Regions from separate parts of the Pan troglodytes genome. Here region 2 is linked to region 1. A link is a contact called in public HiChIP or PLAC-seq data. All regions are on one chromosome and are shown on one strand. Each heading gives the region's core, a stretch centred on a gene start, on an enhancer-like site or on the middle of the called end of the contact. The rest is flanking DNA. Distances are from core to core; before and after follow the strand shown. Region 1 holds the start of ITPR2 (inositol 1,4,5-trisphosphate receptor type 2). Region 2 holds the start of SSPN (sarcospan).

What was found. HiChIP or PLAC-seq counts read pairs in DNA pulled down with a chosen protein or histone mark.
Region 2: a contact with region 1 is called in an H3K4me3 HiChIP or PLAC-seq map of stem cell-derived excitatory neurons, with 4 times the contacts expected there. The contact joins the promoter of SSPN here to the promoter of ITPR2 in region 1. A contact is called at or near these places in 1 of 1 datasets of contacts at active chromatin or transcription factors (stem cell-derived excitatory neurons) and 1 of 1 other capture datasets (stem cell-derived neural stem cells).

The regions. Positions count from the first base shown.
Region 1 is chr10:68,704,317-68,711,931 of NHGRI_mPanTro3-v2.0_pri, reverse strand. ITPR2 (inositol 1,4,5-trisphosphate receptor type 2) reads right to left here and starts at 3,156. Exons shown (of 58, transcript XR_010148345.1): 1 at 2,566-3,156.
Region 2 is chr10:69,418,064-69,425,678 of NHGRI_mPanTro3-v2.0_pri, reverse strand. SSPN (sarcospan) reads left to right here and starts at 2,764. Exons shown (of 3, transcript XM_003313781.6): 1 at 2,764-2,899. It overlaps BHLHE41 (basic helix-loop-helix family member e41), which reads right to left. Exons shown (of 5, transcript XM_520805.9): 1 at 5,467-7,615; 2 at 5,268-5,331; 3 at 4,819-4,926; 4 at 4,377-4,488; 5 at 1-3,915. The coding sequence starts at 5,528. The coding sequence ends at 2,813.

The DNA of each region.
Region 1 (7,615 bases), core at 1,907-4,406:
TACAGGCATGAGCCACTGTGCCCAGCCCAATGGCAGCATTTCTAAAGACCCTTCTTCACCTTAGAATCTAGCAGCACGAAGGCTTTGTCATATTTACTTCAACAAGACTCAGTTCATTAATAGAAAAATAATATATTGCACAAATGCATACTAAGGAAGCTCAACCTTCAAAACACCAACAAAAAAGTTGAATACAAATCAGAGATATTTACACAAATGTATATTGTACATTAAAGGTTATTCTAGCTTATTTTTCTCAAGGTTTAAAGATTATTATGTATAACCAAAGGAAAGCACTCTTGGCTGGGAATCTGGAGACAGGATTAGAGTTCCAGGTTTTGGCATTAATGCCCTCTCTTTCCTGGGTTAGTCACTTCATTTCTCTTAACCTCAATTCCTAATCTCTAAAATGATCAGGGTCGACTCCACAACTGTCAAACTTGTAGCTTCCTGATATGCCATCTATATAGTCCTTCTGGTATTTGTTTTATAAGTTATCCATAAGCATACATTTGCTGAATTAGACACTAAAAAAAAAGTTCTTTTCTTTATCTAGGTTTTATACTCTATTCCTAGTCCTTGTTATTATTTTGTCCACAAATATAACTATGGCTCACCGTCACCAAGGCAATGATAATTACTACAATAGCTAACACATCAGTGCTTATACTGTGCCAGGTACCATGCTACTCACTTTACATATATTAATCTCTTCTTCCTCACCACAACCCTATGAGGTAGAAACCATGCCTATTCCCATTTGTAGAACTGAGGAGACTGGGGCACAGAGTTTATGTAACTTTCCCAAGGTCATAAGGTTTACAAGTGGAAGCGCCAGAATTCAAACCCCAAGTATTCTGTCCATGGAACCCCCTCTGCTTAACTACTACATCACACACACACACCTGGAGAGTCTACGGAGGGTGAAGAGCAGCAGAGTCCACCTGCAAAATGTTGCTGGAGGCCCAGAAACTGAACTTGTATCATGAATGATCTCAAAAACAGTGGTAGCTCATGATTCACAAACCCAGCAGAAGCGCTTGGCACTAACGTGTTTTTCCTACCACGCTTTAGTTGCATAAGAAAGTAACACTGATGGAAAAGGGATTGAATTAAATCTACCTCCCTTCTTTCACTCATTAGGGGGAATGCACAAGTAACAGGAACTGTGGAAGTACTGGTGACTTCCACGTCCCAGTGTTTGGTAGGCAGCAGTCCGTTATAACACAGCTCGAAGTCACTGTCCCGGGTCGTTGCAGGTTAAGTCATCTGCCCCAAAGCCTAACAGCTGAAAACAGTAGCCAGACAAGAGTGGAAACACCAGTTCCACAGCCTGAAATGTAGGGCGGGGGGACCTAAGTGTTGAAACAACGAGGTAACAAAAAATTTCCTGTGCATCAAAATATACTGCAGCGTGCAATTAAACTGCACACTGCTATTCCCAATCAGAACAGAGAAAACAAGGAAGTCCTATTTAACCATTTGGCACACTGTTTTATATATAAATATATATATATTCTACATAAAATATATAAATATATATTCTACATAAAATATATAAATGTATATTCTACATAAAATATATAAATATATATTCTACATAAAATATATAAATATATATTCTACATAAAATATATAAATATATATTCTACATAAAATATATAAATATATATTCTACATAAAATATATAAATATATACTACATAAAATATATAAATATATATTCTACATAAAATATATAAATACATTAATATATATTTCCCTCATTCATAAGCATAAATATATACATATATGTGTATATATATATATTTTTCCCCCCATTCAACTCGAATCTCAAGAACTCTTCACTTGGCTAAATCCCAAGAGAGGCTCTGCATTTCAGTGGGCCAAGGCCTGGGAAGGGGAGATAGCAGGTCTGAGTTCTAGAACCCAGGAAGCCCTCAGAGACGTCCAAGGGCCACAGCGCTGCAGATGCCCCTAGGGCTGCCCAGGCCAGTGGGGCGAGTCCTGGTTCGGCAAGGCCAAAAGGAAACTGCTCCAGCGAAGAGGGGACGGTGAGCTCCTCCCGCAGGACAACGCCACACTTTGGCTCACCACATCGCTTGAGTTTCATGTCCAAGGCCACGGACTTTTATCGACTGCTCTTTCAAACCCGGCACTGAGAGACCAGGGGCTGAGGACGGTAGCGAGAAACGGTGGAAAAGGGGGGTGTTTTGTTTTACCTTCCAGGGAAAACAAGCACACATTTTAATCAAAACAACCCAGGGAGAAGCCAGCGAAGACCTCTTCGCCGGGCCCGTCTCCGGGCTTCTGAATCACTTCCTCCTTTCTGATGTGTCTCTGAGCTTGAGATTACGAAGTTGCTGAGAAAGTCTTGCCTCTCAGGGCAGCTTCCTGCGAGCGGGCGAGCGAGAGAGCGGAGCGCACGGCGCTGTCCGCGGGCGCCGACCCTGCCCGGCCGGGCCACCACGCGCGGCAGCGGGAGGACCGGGCGGCGGAGGAAGGACAGGGACTGGTTCCCAGGACCCGGAGCGCGAGCGCTGCCCAGCCCTCGTCTCCCGCTTACCCCAAGGTGCTGATGAAGCCGTTGACCGAGCCCTCCGCGTACAGGGACACGATGTCCCCTATGTAGAGGAAGCTGGACATTTTCTCAGTCATGCTGCTTCATGTTCCACAGTGGACGTCCCTCCTCTTCCCTGCGCCCTCGCCGCCCTCTCTCCAGGGAGCCGCCGCGGCAGAAGCGGATCGGAGCGCGGGACTACAGCGGCCAAGAGCCGCGGCGGAGGGCACGGCCCGAGCCACTGAGCGTCGCGGCTCAGCCGTGCGTGCGCGCCGGGGAAGCCAGACCGGGGCCAAACCGCAGCTGCGGACACCCCGCGAAGAGCGCAGCCCAGGCGCCCAGAGAAGCCGCAGCCGCCGCCGCCTCCCCGGCAGGTTTCCTGTTCCTTTCTGAAGTTTTCTCTCCAACACCTTTGCTCCTCCTCCTCCTCCTTCCCTCTCCGCTCCCCACTCCGTGTCCACTCCCTGCTCTGCGACCCGCTGCGGCCGTCACAGCCGCCCGGCGGGAGCTGGAAGTGGCCGAGCCCCCTCGGTCCCCTCAGGGGAATTTTTGGACCAGGTGCGGGTGCCCAATGGGCGAGGGGGAGGAGAGGAGCCCTGGAGAGGTGGGGGGGGCGGCCAATCAGGGAGCAGCGGCCGGGGGCGGAGCTGGGCCGGGGCGGGGCGACCCTCGGGAGGCCGGGCCACCCGGGAAGCCTCTGCTGCCGCCGCACCGGCCCGCGCGGGGACGCGACGCTGGGCGGCGCTGGAGGGGCGGCGGGGGACCCCGGCGGGGGAGCGGGCGCGTGCGGCCGCCCTGGAGAGGCCGGACCGGAGGCGCGACAGTCGCTGCCTGGGAACGCGAAGAAGCTTGATGGGGGCAGGGAGGGTGAGAGGTGGCGGCCGGGCGAGCGCACTGTAGGACCCGGGCACAATGGAGAGAGCCCCCGAACTGGTGGAGATGAAAAGGTGGAGCCCCAGCGGGGTGGGTAATTTGCCGGCCAAGGAAGAGTAGGCGTTGAAGTAAAGGAAAAAAATACAAATAAAAAATAAATGCATGATGAAGAAAGTAGAAGAGAGGAAGGAAGAGAGTGAGGGAAGGAGGATGATCTCGATTTCGTTATGTAGTTTGGGTGGTCTTTTTCCTCTTCTTTTCTCAAGTACGCGGCGTTAATGAAACTCGACCCGTCCGCTGATGTCCAGGTGGACACGAGCCTCCAAGGAGGTAAACGTCACTTGGGCAAGCCAGTTTTTGTAGCCAACCTTCAGCGGTGAGGGCTCAGTGGAGCTGAGCTTTAAGCCTCCGAGGCCGCGCCTCCTGCGCTTCCTTAACTCCAAGCCGAGGTTAACCTTCCCACCCCCATCAGCCCAAGGTCCCCGGCTCAAGACAGCCCTGGCTTGTTTACGTCTAAAGCTGCTGACTCTTAAAGCTCCAGCCGTTATAAGCAAAACGCAGCTAGACACTTTTCCACGCCTTCTCTGTTGCTTCTGTAGCCCTCTTCTTAGAACATGATTTTAAAAGCCTTTTGCTCTTCCCTTCTAGAACACACAGTGGAGGCAAACTGTATGGCGGTTTTGATACCAGCCACCTAATTTAAAAGTGCTACATAAGTAATCCCCACAGAGCAAAGTTTGTAGAAAGGCAGAGGAACTTGGGGTGTGCAGAAGCATGTTGTGTCAAATTGTGCAGCTGACCAAAATGTAACTTACGGTCAGATGTCTTACATGTCTTACAGTTCAAAGATGGTTTAGATTGAGACTTACAATCACATAATAGAAAATGAAAGAATTAGCCCAGAATTCAAAAGGCCAGGCGCAGCGACTCACGCCTGTAATCCCAGCACTTTGAGAGGCTGAGGCGGGAGGATCACTTGGGGTCAGGAGTTCAAGACCAGCTTGGCCAACATGGCGAAACCCCATCTCTACTAAAAATACAAAAATTAGCCGGACGTGGTGGCACAGGCCTATAATCCCAGCTACTCTGGAGGCTGAGGCAGGAGAATTGCTTGAAGCTGGGAGGCAGAGGTTGCAGTGAGCAGAGATGGCGCCACTGCACTCCAACCTGGGCGACAGAGCGAGACTCCGTCTCAAAAAAACAAAAGTTTGTGTTTAAAAAGCCTGCTAGATAGAAGGGAATAGACACTGAATCCAGGAAACACCAGTGCAAAGCCTGTGTGTGTTGAGATAAACTGGACCCAGTCATTGTAATAGCATGCAGCTGACAGATCTCCTTTTATGTGTCCTCCTTTGTAAAAAGTTACTTGACAACTTAGAAATGCCTGTTACATAATCCAGCCCTTCTCTGTCTACACACATTATATCACTGTTGGGGGCCACCAAGACATTGGGCATAGGAGTTATTAAAAAGCTGAGACAGAACAACATAGTGACCCTGGAAATGGAAGTTTCTGTTTATCCAAGAGATCTGTGCATTACATTGTATTGTTCCCCATATTGCACGGCACTACTGTGCTATACATCCAGTGGATGCTCAATTATTGATCAAAATCATGAATGATCTTTGTTTTAAGTCACAAACTATCTGTGGCCAACACATACAAAATGAGTAGTGGTTGGCCAGGCACGGTGCCTCACGCCTGTAATCCAAGCACTTTGGGAGGCAGAGGTGGGGGGATCACCTGAGCTTAGGAGTTTGAGACCAGCCTGGCCAACATGGTGAAACCCCGTCTCTACTAAAAATACAAAAACGTTAGCTGGGTGTGGTGGTGGGTGCCTGTAATCCCAGCTACTTGGGAGGCTGAGGCAGGAGAATCGCTTGATTCTGGGAGGTGGAAGTTGCAGTGAGCCGAGATCGCGCCATTGCATTCCAGCCTGGGCAACAAGAGCGAAACTCCATCTCGAAAAACAAAACAAAATGAGTAGTGGTTGTTTATGCTAATGAACAGGTGCAAACTTCAAACCGTGTGCCCAAATTATTGATCAAAATTGTGAATGATCTTTGTTTCAAGTCACGAACTATCTGCGGACAACACACACAAAATAAGTAGTGGTTGTTTATGCTAATGAACAGGTGCAAACTTCAAACCATGTACCCAAATCCAATGTCTTCCTTCCTCTTCACCCTGTCCCCACCACCCACCACTCAACACCCACAGAGGTATCCAATATAGTCTGGGGACTGGAGCTGGTCACTCTTCTGTGTTGGCATGGAAAAGATGGTTAGCTGGCCACAGAGAGGTGGCCTAAGGGGTGGCCAAGTGATTCATACGAAGTCTTGGGATCACTTTTTATTTGTTTCTCTACCTAGTTCTTCCTTTCTATTATCTCAAATATGTCTCTTTTTCACCTTCCCCTATATCATTGCCCTCTCCTACACAGTTGCCTGTTTCCACCCTTCCAGTCTCTCCCACTTGCTATCCCATAGCAAGCCAGAGCTTTATACTTACAAAGTTGATCTCATCAAAACTGCTCAAACCTCCAATGACAGCTTATTGTCTACAGTAAGGCCTACCTGCTGATGTGAGTGTTAGATGTGAATGTCAGTCACTCTAAATAGACTCTCCTATACTGAGAATATGAGACAGTTTGCCAAACCCTCACTCACCATGTCCTGTATTCCACACCATCCATGATCTGGTCTCCTTCTCCTTTTACAACCTGAGTTTCTGCCCTTCCATTCCTGGTATTCAGGAAAGCCAGACTTTGCACATGTAACCTGGCACTTTTAGTCTCCATGTCTTTGAGTGTGATGTTCCCTCTGCCAGAAGTTCCTCTTCTCCCTTCTCACACCTCTGCATGCCCAAGCTCTACTTCCCCAGTGGAACTTCCTATATACTGCCAAGGCAAAGTTCTACCTCCTCCTGAATTCCCATAGCCAGGCCAACTTGCCCCCTAACATTCGTGGGTTTCCATGCCGAGAGTATCAGAGGCCCTTATTACATAGTCTAAATATTAAAGGTTGCTAATTAACTAATAAACTGTAAAAGGTGGTGTAGTGTAGAGAGAGTTGGCCCATGTTTCCAGCTTCTGTCTCTATACTTGGGGAAATGAATTTATGTATGAGATTCTGGGATCTTGGACACTCAGGACACAGTTTAGAAGCTAGAGGAGGAAGTTCAGGCTTCTGGTGAGCGTGTCCTCTTAATCCAGAAGATCCTGTAAAACTCAGAGCCCAGGTCAGGGACTCAGTTGCCTGGTCTAAGGGCACATACCTTTTAAGGTACCTCTCAACACTTTCCACCTTGCCTTCTTGTTATATCTGTACATCTTGAGTCTTACCAAACTAGAAACATCCTGAAAATGAGAACAGTGTCTAATTCATGTTTTACCCCTCATGGGGACTAGCAGTACCCATTTATGACTTCAATAAATATTTGATAGATAAATGAAATAATAAATAATGTAGAATTTTTGAATGCTTAAATATTTTTATTACTTTGGATGATGAGAACAGTCCACCAAATGATATTCAAAAAGTCTCCCGTGCTGAGACTATGAGTCACTTCAGCAAAAGCCCAAGTTATCATGCCCTAAAAAACCCATAGGGAGAGATAATAAATAGAGCAGGGTGTAATATTTGAAATGTTTACTCCCAAAGGATTGCCTATATTAAAAATAAGGTTTCAGTAACGAGTTCTTCTAGCGGAGATGTTTTCAGGGTAATTTACATTCAGTGTTCACTTGGATATCCTCAGATCAACACTAGAAGTGAAAGGGTTTGCAATCTATTATCTGTCAACTGAGTGTTTTGTGAATCCCTTTTCTTACTCCCTGCCTTGTAATAAATATAATCTTTTTTTGAGATGGAGTTTTGCTCTTCGTTGCCGAGGCTGGAGTGCAGTGGCACGATCTCGGCTCACTGCAACCTCCGCCTCCTGGGTTCAAGCAATTCTCCCACCTCAGCCTCCTGAGTAGCTGGGATTACAGGCACCTGCCACCACGCCTGGCAAATTTTTGTATTTTTAGTAGAGATGGGGTTTCATCATGTTGGCCAGGCTGGTCTTGAACTCCTGACCTCAGGTGATTTGCCCACCTCAGCCTCCCAAAGTGCTGGGATTACAGACGTGAGCCACTGCGCCTGGCCTAAATATAATTTTTAATAGTAACTGGTTTATTGA
Region 2 (7,615 bases), core at 1,515-4,014, 710 kb before region 1:
TCAAAATATTTGAAATGCTGTTTTTCCCATTATTCTGATTCAGATAATTTTTCTAAAGTTCAATAAATTAACAATGCTGAAAAATCCTACATAGTTTTCTAGTGTTGATTTCAATTTCCTTTGTTCTATGGTTTGTTACGAAGCTTCATGGGGGCTGCTCAATCAAGTTCAGCTTACTTGGTCCAAGATACTGCAATGGGAAGTAGTTGAGTGACTGAGGGATATAATAGAGCTGGCCACTAGTGCTAGTGCTGACTCTAGGTAGCTCTGTGACCTTGGGAAGATAATTAATATCTCTGGGCTTCCTTTCTTTTTTTCCTATCACGAAATGCAGGGGACTGGATGAGCTGTGGCTCCTTCTGGCTTCATACTGTTATGACTTGCAGTTCAGTTGCCATAAAGTCAGCAGAGGGAGCACTTTTTCTACATCTTATACAATCTGACTCTCATTTAAACATTTTCAAAAATCAAGGGGTTTGTGAAGAACATTCCTGAAACTAAAAGCTGACAATCCTTCACTGTTTGTATCATATCACAGATTTGAATGGAAATTTGAGAAAAGTCTAGAAATTATTTCTGATCCTGGAATTCCATGATAAAGTCCCATGACAGAATTATTTTATAAAAAGCCAAAACACTCTCATATTAAGCACCCCTTTGTGATCATCTATTTATACAAGACCCAGTGAAAGAGGAACACCTGACCATACTAGAGAGGCTATGTGATGTCACAGACGAAAACTGAAAAACTTGTCAATCATTAAAACAATAGAAAATTGGGTCTAACATAAACAAACCACACAAGTTAATTGGTAGGTTTTTCTTTTGCACTTTTCATTAAGATACATTGGGAACGAGCAGGTAGACAAAGCCAGAGCTTGGAGGCTTGCAAGAGATTGGAAATGTGTGACATCAAGCCAATGACAAAAAAAAGCTGTAAATCTGAGAACTGTAGTGATTTGTATCCCTATAGTTATAGATATCTTAAAACTAATTGAGCATCCATTATGTCTTTTTTAATTATTAGACAATATCATATCGTATATTAAAGTTTTTATTCCTTAGTAAGAATTTTTAAATCACAAAATAGTGTGGCAATATTTAGGTAATAGAATTTATGGAGTGCTGAAAATACTAGAATATAAAGATAATTTCTAGTTTATCGTCACATACTAAACTTTTCTAAACCAGCTGGTTTCTCGCAGACAGTATTTATTTTTTTAAAATAATTTAAGACAGCATAAGCTTGTACCAAGCATAAGCATTGTAACAAAAGTGCAACTTTTCAGCAAATCCTCCCCAAAAGATATTTTAACTCAAAATATCATTAGCACATATTTTCTCCCTACAAAAATAGCATGTCAGACATCATTAATTGGATGTATTAACAACTATGTACATAAGAGCCACCTTGTAGGCTAAGAGTTTAACGTTGTTTAAACACAGCGTTTGAGGCAAACAGTAGCAACAGCAGCAGCAAATGCACCAAACTGACGAAAAGACCCAGATATTTTCCTCACTCATAGTCAGACTGTTGTGTCTCACCCCTTACATAACATCCAAGTGAGATTTCTCACAGTGCTACCTTGGCAACAAACTAAAAATATCTAGACAAGGTCTTGGTTTAAGCCTTATTAAAAAAGCTTTCTTTGTGATTATCTGGTATCTGGTTTGGTCTCCAGAAAATACATAGACTTGGAGATAGGAAGGCCTCACAGGACTTCATTCTATATCTTTACAGCATTTGCAATCAAAACTGACCAGTTAAATGCTTTCGTTCACTTTTGAATTTTAACAGAATATAGGATATATCAGTTTGGACTTGTTTTTTTTGTTGTTGTTGTTGTTGTTTTTTGTTTTGTTTTGAAGTTCAGTGCACTTTTTTACAGTAAGATTACAAAAATTTAGGAACATGATGGATTAATGAGAGTGGGAATAGATGCACTTGAGATGTGTATGTATAGATACCTATCTATGGATAAATAGAAATCTGTACAGATAGATATCTATCTATAGATGGACTAAGAAGAAATTAAGATGAGTCCATTAATTCATGGTCAATTTCTCAATAAAGTGTTAGCAAATGTACTAGGAATGATTCTGGCCTTCTCATCCATCTCCTTCCCTGACTTAGTTCTGACGATGGCCCAGCTCCGTGTTTCTTTAACGAGTGCAAGTTACTAAGAGATACCATTTAAACCACTTCAGAATAGGTTGCAACGTGAGAAACTGCATCCTCACTTCTTTGAAAAATATATGCCTTTTAGAAAGCTGAACATTAGAAAATACTGAAGAGTAAATTCAATTCTAAAAGATCCTCAATCTGTTTGTGGAACGCCTCCTAAAACAGGCAGGGCAGCTTTGAGAACTAGCTCTACATAACAACTACCTGCTGTTCCATGTCAACTCCAAAGACGTCAAAGGTGTTAACATCTTTCCCCTACCCCGGGGTTCACCTAGCTCAGCCACAGAACAGACCCTTCTTACTTCCTCTCGAATTAGGTTCCAATTTTAAGAGATAATGGAACATGGCCTAAAAGGGGGCAAAATTTATTTGGGGGATTAAAAAAAAGAGCCAATGTCTTTCGCAGAGGATCTTTTACAGCTGGTGGGGGGAAGAAAGGGATGTTAGTGTGTGGAGGGTGGGGTGGTGAGGGATGAGCAAAACAGGAACTCCGATGTACACATAACACCTGTTTTGTTGTTCTTGTTTATGCCTGTCGTGCATCTATTACACTTCCTCCCTTAAAGACCTTAAGAGTATTTTAACTTCTCACTCTGCTTGAACCTCCGTCCTTCGGGACGCAAGGATTCAGGGAGCTTCCTTTCCTGGCTGCGAGGGATCTTCCTGAGCAGAGCTCTCCGGGTTCCCCGGCTCGCGGGGCCCGGCGAAGGGCAGGTGGGTGCGGCCGTGCGGGTGCTGGGGGTGCGGCGCCCCAAGGGGCGCCACCTCGTGCGGCAGGAGGGTCGCGGCGGCGGCGCCCGCCTTCTCGGGAGGGGGCGACAACACCGAGGACAGGCAGGGGAACGCGGCGGCGGCGGCGGCAGCGGCGGCGGCGGCTGCCGCGGCTGCCGCCGGGGCGGGGATGCCGGGGTATAGCAGCGGGAACGGGGCGGCAGCCGCCGCCGGGTACAGATACTTCTCCAGGCCGCTCTTGTCCAGGAAGGGCTGCACGTAGGCGGCAGCTGCAGAAGGCGAGAGGAAGCAGAAGGGCAGGCAGAAGGGGGCCGCGGCGGCCGCGGGCTGCGGGAAGGGCGCGCCCCCGCCTCCGCCGAACGCCACCAGCGAGCTGAGCAGGGCGGCGTCGGGTCTCAGCAGCGCGGCCGCGGCGGCAGGGTCGGGCCCCAGGAGCGCGGCTGCCGCCGCCGCCGCGCCGCCCCCCGGGCCGCCGCCGCTGCCGCCGCCGCGGGAATCCAGCTTCATCCTCTTGGGCGCCGGCGAGTCCTCCCCGGGAGGCTCCTGCTTGATGGTGACGCGGCTCGCCCCCGCGCCTTTGCCTTTCTCGCGGTCCGGCCGGGCCTCGGCTTCGCCGCCGTAGCCGCTGTCGGTGTCCGTGTCGTTCTCGGCGGCGAGCTCGGCGCTGGGCTGAGTCCGCTGGATGACCGGCACGCAGTAGGCGAGGGGCTCCAGCTTCTGCCCCGCGCGCTCCAGGCAGGGGGCGGCCGCGGACCCGGCGGCCGAGGGAGCGCCGGTGCCTTTGCTCAGAGGGACCTGTTGAGTCAACAGCTGCGGGGTGGGCAAGAACTGGGTGGCCACGGCGTGCAAGTGGTTGATCAGCTGGACACACCGCGGCTCCCTGGGTGTCCAGCTCTCAAACCGGGAGAGGTATTGCAAGACTTCTTTGGCGCATGTTTGAAATCCCGAGTGGAACGCATCCAAGTCGGACTGAATGGGCGATTTCAGAGATCGCTCCCCTAGGATGAGGAAGGGATGGGGGTGGGGGACGGAGGAGTGGAGGCAAGAAGAAACATACCCACGTTAAAACATCTGCTTATCACGTGGGCCCTGCATCGACTAAAGTGATCTCGGTTTTTCCCCAGTATTCAAGTGATATAATCCACCAGTTGACGAGAGAAGCGGGGTGGCGGAGGTGCGGAGCGGGGAGAGGGCGCTCTCCTCTCAGCTGAAAACCAAAGTGGAGCGGGTGCAACCGCCACTTTAAATCCTGATTCCTCCGAGTTCTGCTGAAAGCCTCTAGGATGCTTCGGGAAATGGGCTCGTTCCAATGAAGGGAAAGTATAAGCAATTTAACAAATGAGAGGGAACCCATGAGCCCACGGAAAGAGATGGGGTGCGGGTGAGGGAGTCCTGACACTGCTCCCCTGTGGGCTGCCCCGCTTCATCAGGGTAGGCTGGCCTCCCTGAACTGACTTACCATTCTGTAAAGCAATTATCTTCTGATGCTGTTGCTCGGTTAAGGCGGTTAAAGCTTTTAAGTGTTTCAAAGTTAATTCCAAGACTACAGCTTTCTCCAGATGTCCCAGAGTCTGCAGTGGTGCAAAAAAGAAACGGGCACTTGGTTACTTAAAAACACACATTTGGCTTAATTGGCTGTCCATTCAGCACAGCAATTTAAGCAAACACTTTGAAAGAAGTACTATTCTTTTACTTCTTGAGCTTTCCACAAGACAGGTTATAAATGATTTCTTGCCTTCAGCTGGGAGCACCTACTCCAGTTTGCGGGAAACTCTGTACGGTATAGCACAAGTTTTAAGTCAGGAACTTATATTTACATTTATTCTTATATTTTCTGGGAGTCGCACCAGACTATTAACACGCCCTTGGAGAGCAGCAAAGAATGAAAATGTGCATCTTACTGTCAATTTCAGATGTTCAGGCAGTAAATCTTTCAGCTGAGCAATGCATTCATTAATTCGGTCTCTTCTTTTCTTTTCTATTAATCTGTGCGGTAATTTGTAGGTATCCTTAATATATGAGAGTCATGGAAAAGAGAAAACAGTAAGCGAAACATTCACTTATTGGATATTACCCTCGTCTGCCCCCCGCCCCCCCCCCCACCATAAAACATACTATGTGATAAACTACACCCAAGAAACCTCTTTCCTCTGGACTGTTCTGCAATGCAATTTAAATTCAGGTATGATGTTTAATATCCCCCTGAGAGTACCCAGCAAGCCACTTAAAATTCACAGTTGGGGAAGCTCAGGGGCTGGAATATATTTGCGGGCAGAGCTTCACTGTGAAATCAATGGCTCTAATTAACTACCCATGCAGGTTATGAGGAATATCGGGAACTTACACTTACCTTGGTGTCGTCTCGTTTCATGCTCCTTTTGGGTTTACACATATACAAAGAGGAATAGTCCAGTCTGCAAAACAGAAATCAGCATCAGGCACCCATTCGGGGAGGGGCTCTGCCCTCACCAGCTCCATACCACTTTCTGGAGAAGAAAAAAATCAAACCAAAGCCTAGACAGATATTCGCAAGAGTGCGTGCACCTTACCCTATAAAATCTCTATGTTCCAGTAACTGTCTCTCTTGCAAATGAGGAATTCCTTCGTCCATGTTCAACTGCTGTTCGTTTCCTCTGTTTCGATTTTTGGGGCTCTGTACAATAATCTGTGGGACGGTAGGCTTGGGAGACCTTGGGGGGATCTGTGCGTCTCCAGTCTCTTTCTCGCTCTCCCTCTTCAGTGCAGTGTTGAAAGTGTGAAGCAGTTGGTCCCCCCCTCCACCGCGCTCGCACACACACACGCACACTCGCGCCGGCCCCACTGCGCTGGTAGTTTGCTCTCACTCCAGGCAGTGTTTGGCCACAGGGCACGCGCGTCGCCCGCCAGACCAGCACCCAGCTCACGTGCGGAACGTACCATCCGCGGTCCAGCCCGGAGGGGGGCGGGGGAGGAGGGGCCGGGCCGGGAGGGGGCGTCGGGAGAAGGCGAACGGCAGGAGGGGGCGGGGACACCTGATCAGGGCCACCGGAAAGGAAAAACAACTTCGGCCAAGCTATTCATCTTCCCAAAGGCGATGCAGTCGGCAGGAGGAGGGGGGAGTGGGGGTGCAGGGGTGCGGGGCAGCCTGAGCTTCCTTGGCTCGAAAATGCGACTCCCTGGGTTCGTCCGTTATTACGGTGCAGGAATGTGAACGTGGCTTTTTGCTTTTCCACCGATTGTGCTGTTGGTTTGAACCATAGAAAGGAAGGGAAAAGAGAATTCGCGGTGGGTAAACTTGAGTCCCAAAGGAAATTTTGGAGACTTGTTTGCTCACTGATCAGTGGCCTGGAGGGACTCCTTGGCGCTGGGTGGAGAGGTTGCCTCGAGAAGAAGCAACTTGCAATCCGCTCCTTGAAGGATTTAAGATACATGAAAACGTTGTCACTGGGTCCGAATGTCGCAATCCAAGTGTCTTTCGGTGACACGGCGTCCCTGGGCCAACTAAACTTCCCCGCAGCAGCCGGAATTGCGGTGCCACTAATCACAGCAGCAGATGACGACGTTTGGGGCCGCGTGTGCTCCTGGAGGAACGCGGCGGGGAGCGAGCCGGGGATGAGTGGGGGCTGGGAAGGGAGAAGGGGGTGGCACGAGAGGGGCTACCACAGAAAAGCTATGCAGCATTTATCACCCGCCCGCTCAACTCTGCCGCGTTCTGAGCCTCCGGTGACGCTACGTGCTTTCCCCATCCCCCCGCCCCCCCGCGCGATAAGAGACGCCCGGAGTGTGCAGAGCCCACGTTTACTACCGCTGGCACCTCCAAAGCCTCCCTCCTTAATCCGGTCTCAAACGGGTACCAGCACAGGGCCAGCAACGTGATCCGACCTGCCGCTGCTGCCACATCACTGCTCGGGGAACCCGTGCGCGCGCGCACTCGCCCTGCAGCCGCGGCGCTCGGCGCCGGGAATCACAGGCCAGCAAGAGCCGGGTTACCTTTCCCCAGAGCCACCCTGGGAGCATGACTCACTGCTAGTGAGAGTTACCGGGAGGTGCCCGGGGATGCGCACTGCCCACGCCGCCCTGCCAGCCCAGGGGAAAGCATGTCCTGAGGGACTCCCAGGGGTGGGATGGAGGCTATATATATATTTCTCTAGATATACATAAAGACATAGAGAAAAAACCAAGGTTTTTCCTGCACAGAGAGGGATATTTTCATTCTCCCCGGGGTGATCTCTGAAACGTTGATTATTGCCGGTGATAAGTGAACCGAGGGGAGAAGAACGCCAAAGGTACATGCACCAGGGCGCTGCAGGGACTGGGGCGCCCGCTACGTGTCCCCCGGCCCGCCCCGCCGGGCACGGGTTCCGGGGACGGATCTGGGTCGCGGGAAGCGGCGGCTGGGAGGAGGTCACGTGTCTGCGGGAGTCGCGTCTCCTCCCCGACTCCAGGAGCAGCCCGGGCCGCGGCGGCCGCTCGCGCTGCTGCAGTCTCCGGAGTCCTGGGCGGAGACGCGCACTGCGTCTGGCTTCGTGACTCGGGCGGCGGCGGCGGCCCAGGATCACCCCGGCGTGAGGAGACGCTCACGGTCCGTTCAGTTCATCTGTTTAGAAGGCCTTTTAAGGTCTCTCGACTTCCTCAAATAGAGGAACGTATTTTGCACCAAACAGGCAATTTAATCACGATGGTTCTTAATTTAAAAAGTATTTTTAAAATGCTGACTTT